2 separate regions of the Rattus norvegicus genome follow, and region 2 is linked to region 1. Evidence: chromatin contacts called from public Hi-C data. All regions are on one chromosome and are shown on one strand. Each heading gives the region's core, a stretch centred on a gene start, on an enhancer-like site or on the middle of the called end of the contact. The rest is flanking DNA. Distances are from core to core; before and after follow the strand shown.

Region 1 (3,951 bases), core at 405-2,904:
AAAAGAATGGCCAGGTAACTTTGCAGGTAGCCCCCAAAGAGCAGCAGCTTGGGGTGTTTGGTTCTTCATGCTTAACTCTAGCACAGTGCCCTGTACTGCCTCTCAGAAAACACTTGTTCAGTAGATGAGATTTTAAAGCAGACCATTGAACAGTCACGACATGGTACAGTCCCCTCTCTCCTCCTTTGCCTGCCCTCTTCAGATATAAAAACGTAATTGGGAAGGTAGGCAAAAAAAAAGGTTAACAAGGAAACATTTTGATATGCGTTATTTCTTTATTCCTCTCTGCACTGTCCAAATTCCTGATGAAATAACTATTTTTTTTTTTAAAGAGCCCACCGAGTTAAAATGAATACAGCTTAAATTTCTAAATTCCAAGCAGGGTACGTTTTCTTTCACTTTCAAAAAAAAAAAAAAAAAACAAAAAACAAAAAACCTGTCTGCTCATCTTATACAAGTGTCTCAGTATCAGGAAATGGCACACCAAATGGAGAAAAGCACCTTTTCTATAGTGGAAAAAAAAAATCTAAAATTGCCTAACATCCTTCCCTGTTCTTCATTAATATACATGCTATTCTAGCCAATTCCTATTTAGTAGTTAGCACCCCAACCCCCCCCCATTCAGGCTAATATGCCAAGTGAGTTCATCTCTACACATTTAAATAGGCTTCTTTTCAAAGACATTTCATTGATGGATCAAAACTTAGCCACCTCTCTCATGTCTCTCTCTGCCCCTTCACCCTGTTCTGTTTTAGTCGTAAGCTTTAGAGGGAATAACCTCTTATTTAGATTTCTATCATGTTTCTTCCTTCTAGAATGTAAGCTTCACGAGGGCAGGAGTTTTGTCCTACTCTACCTGGGTCCCCAATACCAGGTGGTACCTAGTAGGCCTTGGGAGGTACCTGTCAAGTGAAAAGATGTATGTGGAAAACAGAGGAAGGATGCAACTCCGAACAAGCCAATAAATACTCGGAGAAAAAAAATAAAGAAATGATACTGAAATGCCACCCTGACAGGACTCGAAGCTACATAGCACAGGCTCGGCGACGGACGTTCTTCAAGGCCGGCAGGTGTTCCACACCTATCTAAGCACACAGCTCTTCTAGGAAGGAGGTGATCCACTGGGAAGTCTCAGGGTGGTGGTGAGCAGCTCCCGGAAGAGTGTAAAGGACCATCTCCATAACAGAGACGTGGCCCGCGCGGAGGGAGGGGAAAACCTCACAATACACCATACATCTTCGCCCAGATGGGGGAAAAAAAAACCACACGAATCTCCTACACAATCAGACCAAGAAGACAACCCTCCACCAGAGAGAGAAGCAGGCTTCTCTCCGAGAGCTCTGCAGTCGCCTGCAACCCAGGAGTCGGGTGGCGACTCCAGCGCTATTCCTTCTCCAGGACCCCGCGCCGCACCGCCTCAAGGAGATCGATTGGGGGGGACCGTTTGGGGACCAGCTTTCTCTATCCTCGCAGAACGCTACCCTCCACCGCATACACGCCTGCCAGTCCAGCTCGTCCCCAGGCCCCGACCCTCTAACTCACGTGTAGATGATGGACATGAAATGCATCAGCCACAGCACCACGAAGAGCACGAAGCCGAACAAGGCCATTCCCTCCTGGGCCAGGTCCAGCAGCGCCATCCCCCGGCCCGCTGGCCCGGCCCGGCCCGCTCCGGCCGCCGCGGACAGCGCTGCCGCGGGAGGAGGACGCGGGGGCCGCCGGGTGCGGGGCGCGGGCCGCGAGTGGAAGGTGGGAGAGGAAGGGCCGGCGGGGCGGCGGGCGTGCGGACGGAAGGGGCGGGCAGGGCCTGCGCGCCCCCGGCCGCTCGGCGCGCGCTCGGTACCGCGCTCCCCTTAGCGTGCGCGTGCTGGTGTGCTTCGAGCGCAGGCTGACCGCGCTGCGCGCTCCAGGCGGCCGTTGCCGCGCGCTCGGGCTCCGGTGGTCCAGACCCTCCCGGCTGCTGCCGCCGCCGCCGCCGTCCCTCTCGCTCGCCGCGGCTCCGCGTTCTGGTCCGTGCCCGCTGCCGGCGCCCGAATCCCGGCACGATGCGGGTCCGCCCCGCCCCGCCCTCTGGAGCCGGTGCCCGCCCCCCCTTCCACCCGGGGCGGCGCCCTCGCGCCTCCTTGCCGGCCCGCGCGCCCACGGGCGGAGCTGCCCCCTCGTGCTCGCTGCCCCGCAGCTACCAACCGCTGCCGCCGCCGCCCGCGCCCGCGGGGTCAGTCTCGGTGCGCACCCCAACCCCCCGCACCGTCTCTAAGCAGCACGCGCCGCCTCTACATTTTATCTTGGCCAAATCCGGAGGAGCCCAGAGACTGTGTTATTTAAGGAATCCCCAAACTCAGAATTGGAAGAATGGCTTGGTGCTGAATTCGCGCAAGACTGGGCGTCCTCTAAGGCAGCTGAGTGTAACTTGGCTAAGATGTAGCCAAAAGAGTTATGGAAATGTAGCTAGTTCGAGCAATGCTGGGCTGTTAGTATTGCCATTACACCGCTGACCATCTCATTCATAAATCTTGTGGTATTTGCTGGAATAGATTTTAGACATACTAGTTGAAATTACGTTACTTCTTTTTAAAAGTGTTAGATGTTGCTATTACTAAAAGGTTTAATTACGCATGTGCACGATACTGAAAATGGGGAAATAAAAGCTAGGCACAGTGTGAGAAGGCTGTATGTGGCCCAGTTACTCCTGGGACTGAAGCAGGAGGATTACCTGAACTTGAGCACACAGGTTCCAGGCCAGGTTGGGCAAATTCAGTGAACCCCTGTGGTGGAAAAACAAAAGAGTATTCTAATTTTAAGTCAGTACTGGGCGAGGCTAGTAGTCAATGTTTGCATTTGTTTCTTCAGCCTGGATACATCTATAGTGTTTACAATTGTTCTGCGTTTAAGCTGTTTATTATTCAAGTTACTTTTTAAAAATAATTCCTGAGCGCTCTCGAGGGATTTCAGAATTGAATTCGGGTTTCGTTTTGCTATTGATTCTAGTTAATAATTGGCGGCTTCAATCTATGATTTACACGATAAACTACAATTACACGAATTTAAGGTTTGCAATGTCCTTTGTTCTACTGGTGTAAAAATCAGTGGGAAAGAACCATGCTTAGAATTAATTTCTAGTTGTTGAGAGTTATTGGTTAGTGAAGTTACAGCACTACAGTGGAATCCATAAATGGAAATAATAACAAAGGGCTTTAAATGCCAAAATGGTGATTAATCAGTTCCAAGGCCCACTTTTAAAGCATTCTCAATGCATTTTCAAGAATCCATTATTTCAAGAATCCAAAATGAAAATGCACCTCACACTCAATGACATCTTACAAATAAAAATAATAGGCCATGCTCCTATTAAAATGTGCTTGTCAGTCACATGCGAAACAATGTTGTGTGTTATCAGTACTCGCTTGGACTTGGTCAACAATATGACTTTCTCAATTTGGCATTTTGTAGCATTTTTCATTGTCATTTTCATTTGACATTTTCATGTCAAATCTTTCCTAGACCCTTACAGCAAAGGATTTCCACAGAAAAGACAAAGCGGGTGTAATTGGGTATAACCGAGTAAAGATCAAATGTTGCACTTCATCTTGGTTAAATTCAGTCTGCTCAAACCTGACTTTCCAACCACAGCTCTAGGGGCTGGTAAGATGGCTCAACTATGAAGAGCACTTGCTGATCTTTAAAAAGACCCAGGTAGAACGTGCATGCAGTACCCACGGAGGACAGAAGAGGGCGTGTGATTCCCCCGTCTGATTCCCCCATCTGATTCCCCCAGAATTAGAGTTACAGATGGACACAGGTCCTTTGGAAGAGCAGCCAATGCCCTTAACAATTGAGCCATCCCTCCCGCCCAACGAAAATATCAACATTAACGGAATTTCTCATACACCAATCTAAAAAGTCAACACACTTTGTGATTTCAACAGTGATACTCTGAGAATGGCAAAGTGC
Region 2 (3,951 bases), core at 445-2,944, 370 kb before region 1:
CAAGGCCAGCCTGGTCTACAGAGTGAGTTTCAGGACAGCCTGGGGCTATACAGAGATCTCAACCCTGTCCCGAAAAATCCAACCAATGGAAACCAAACACAAAACAAACAAACAAACAAAAAAGGAAACAAAATCTACCTCAAATACAGCAATAGAAACACTTCATCAGCACTTCTCTCTTCCTCCCTTTCTCTCCTCCTCTTCTCTCCCTCTCTTTTCCTGAATGAGTGCTGGGATTAAAGTCATGTGCTATCATCACCTGGTCGGCTGCTTTTCTCTGACATTTTATTATATTTTTCTGTGACCCAGGATGGCCTGGAACATAACACGTAGCTCAAGGTGGCCTTAAATTCGGGTAGGAATTATAGGCACAACTATGTGCCTCTATACCAAGTTGCTATTTTAAAATCCCATATAGCAATGTAGGGTGGAAATGTCTCCAAACATAAGTTAATGTTTAGATTTAACATACGAAATGTTTTTGACATCTTGAAAATGGGAAGTGAAATTTCTTTAAAAAAATGACCTTCTTGAATTACAAACTGGTTATGCTTCTTTTTTAAAAAAATACGTGTCTACTTATTTTAAAGTAGGTAGTCAGGAAAGATAGATTTTAGTTGTTACTTCCTTTGAAATGGTGTGGGCAGGCTCCCTCCTACACTTCAGACTCTGAAGACATGGCTTAAATGGCTCAAATTTCAATGATCTGCGAATTGAAAAAGCACTCTGTTCAGAAGTAGATGTGCTATAAAAGAGGGGGAAAAGCATGTTCTCACGAGTTATACGCATTATATATAGTAAATCGCTGTTTTATGTTTTACATATAACTTGTTTTTGCTCATACCAGAGGAAAAGGCTTTGGTTCAAACAAAAAATTTTCTGGCTGTGAAATTTCAGAGACCTCTCGTTTATTTTCACCTGGAAAAACATCAATCCTTTCCTATAACGCTCCCCCAGCCCCGCCCCGCAGAGGGATGAATAAATAAACTTATAAAATACTGGCAATATGATGGCCATTAAATAGCTATGCGATTAAAGTTTCTTGTAGCATTACACTGTTCGGTAGAAAAGCACTCAGATTAAAACCGTGTAAAAATGAAGATGGACTTCAGTCCAGGGCAGTCTCATTTACTTAATATCTTTCCCAACCACACCTATCCGGCCAGTGCGGGTCTCAGAGGTTGGGCATGGCCCGGCGGACAGGCTACCGTCGCTGCTCTCAGGTTCGGAAAGACCATTGCCCATCCCTGCCCCGTAGCCGTCGCGTGGGTCCCCTGCCGTGCTGCCTGGAGTGTCGCCCGGCAGTAGCAACTTAACGCCGCTTCAAAAGTCCCCTGGGGTCCGGAGGCTTTTCTAGGCAGCAACATTCAGGGCCCTGAGTCTTAGTCCGGGAAGCCGGAAGGCCCGCGGGCTCGCAGGAGGGCGAGTCTCGAAGCGGGAAGCACAAGGCGCGCGTTCCCGCGAACGTAGGCGCGACGCTGGGGGCGGGGGGCGCGCACGCGCGCCGAGGCACGGGCGGGGGGCGGGGCGAAGAGGCGAAGGCGGGAAGAGGGCGCCCTGGAGTCCTGCCGAGTCCCGGGAGGGCGTCGACGCCGAGGGGGCGGGGCCAGGCGAGGCGGGAACGCGCTCGCGGGCTGGGAGGGCGGGGGCGCGGCGCTGGCGAGAGCGTGCCCGGTCCCCGCCCCTGTTTCCCACTCTTCCTTCCACCTCTGACCGGCCGGGCTGCGGAGCGGCTCCGCTCGCAGGTCCCGGGAGCCGCCGCCCGCTTCCTCCGCCCGCGGTGAGCCCGTCAATCCCCGCACAACGCGCTCCTCCATCTGGGCCATGGATGGGTAAGTGCCGGGTGGCCGCTCGGGGGCTGTGCTGGCCTCGTTTCCTCTCGGCGACGCGTCCCACCGAGGCCGGGAGCAGGGCGCGACGCCGGTTAGCGGAGGAGCGGCCCGGGGCTAAGCCCGACGGCAGGGACCTGGGAAGCGCGGGGGTCCGTCCGCCGCGGTCTCTGCTTCCTGCGCGCGGCCCCCCCCGTCACGTCCGCCCCTCGCAGCCTCGGGGCGCGTTCGGGAAGCGGAGTCGAGCCAGGGCCGGGGTGCCTAACCGGACTCCCCACACTTCCTCTCAGAAAATGGTGCGCGGCGCTGGCGGGGGCGGAGGCTGAGGCGGACGCGGCGCTCGGGGAGTTGCTGTTTACCGGTGGGGTGGGGCGCGCGGCGGAGCTTTCCCCGGCGGCGGGCCGGGGCGAGCGGCGACAGCCGTCTGGGCGGCGACCGGGTCTCGAACTGCGGTCCCCCGCGGGTCTCGGGACCGGCGGGGTCTCCTGACTTGGGCTTTGAGATACGTTAACCACTTCTAAATACCTAGCGTCTGCACTTTATTACCGGGGACGCTTCCTCTTCGTTCCCCACCCCTAAGAAACTTCGTGAATTCGCCTCGGGCGATGTTAGATATTGTGTAAGTGCAGATTTCCGGGCGCTTTCAACTGCTCGGTTTAAATGGGGTCTATGACTAAAAGAAAAAAAAAAAAAGATTTACAATCACCTTTTCCGAGCTGGTAATTTCTCTGGGAACATGGGACGGGACCTGATGTATTTTAATAAAAGCGTGAATTGAGGGATTTTAATAAATTGAGGGTCATATAATCAAGATTAAAAAAACCCTCCAAGTCAATTAGAGAACCTACCTTTTATTTATTTACATCTTTGTCGTTTGAGTTGTTCCTTAACCCTTCTCCCCCGCCGACTTTTGTTGACAGGACTTCTATAAACTGCGGAATGGTGGAGCATATAACTTGTTTGAAAAGTAAAATCCATTTAGCAGGTTGCCGCGTAGTTGATCATAGCATGCTACGTGTTTACGTGAGGACACTAGAATAAAACAATTTTTAACCTCGTTAGGTTTCGTTTTTCTTAATTTCACAATTTTGTGATATATGGATTATCTCATCTGAATGCAGATTGCACACTGCTGTGGATATCAAAGTTCGATTTTAGATTTGATTTATGGTTGTGATGCTCTTTAAAGTATTTTTATTTAGTGGGAGCTTCTTTGCGAACGCTTCTCCTTGAGAATTGGCTCCTCCTTACCTGACTGATTCATTTTACGTGTGAAATCATTTTCAGTGATTTATGCCATAAATGCCATTATATCAGTTCAGGAAGGACGGTGAAGTGTTCGTCTTCAGAAGGTTCAACTTCGGGTTTGGGGAAACAAGTTAGCTTTTTGTGTCATGAGATTTAGTTAAAGGGCTTGCTTGACTTTTGCTTCTTCACTGTGAAGTGCAAGCTCCTCCCCCACAGTGCACTGGTTGAGGGTGGGGAAAAGGGTGAGTAGGAATGTTCAACCTTAATTCAGCATCTATGTGTTTATCTGATCCAAAACATTAGTTGCATAGGTTTTAGTCATCATTTGCTACTTACTACATACACCTTGTTAAAAAGTACCTTTTTAGTTGGCTATCAAAGTAATATGTTTTATTATAGTTCACGCACAACACACATACCATCTCATTTTGTTCATATTTACTCTTCTGCTCTCGCCTTCCCAAACTTACTTTTGTTAATAGTTTGTAAGCACTTTGCCTTGCTTGTGGTGTTAAAGCTAAGAAGACAGTGATGCAGATAGAGCATTCAAATGAGGAAATGCTTGTTTTGTCCACCAGGACCGATAAAGATAAGATTACACACTTTTTAAAGTATAACTTATCAGTTTTTATCAGGTTTACATTTCAGAAAAATGAATGCAGTTTTCAAAACTCTACTAGGGAAAAAAGGAATGGTTATTATTTAAAACAATGAAGTTTGTACCACTTGATGCAAAAACAGGTTTGCATACCTTTAGGAAATTATGACTATTGATTAGTAACCTAATACAGAATTTGTATTATAAAGGAACTATGGAGATAAACTGCTAACTGAAGATGTAGGAGAGATCAGCTTTTGTATAGATTGACTGTAT

What was found. Hi-C and Micro-C count contacts between places; a contact is called where the count stands out from the background.
Region 2: a Hi-C map of frontal cortex shows a contact between it and region 1, with 1.8 times the contacts expected there. The contact joins the promoter of Ptbp3 here to the promoter of Ugcg in region 1.

The regions. Positions count from the first base shown.
Region 1 is chr5:78,825,709-78,829,659 of GRCr8, reverse strand. It overlaps Ugcg (UDP-glucose ceramide glucosyltransferase), which reads right to left and starts at 1,654. Exons shown (of 9, transcript NM_031795.2): 1 at 1,543-1,654. The coding sequence starts at 1,640.
Region 2 is chr5:79,192,183-79,196,133 of GRCr8, reverse strand. Ptbp3 (polypyrimidine tract binding protein 3) reads left to right here and starts at 1,694. Exons shown (of 14, transcript NM_031346.2): 1 at 1,694-1,832.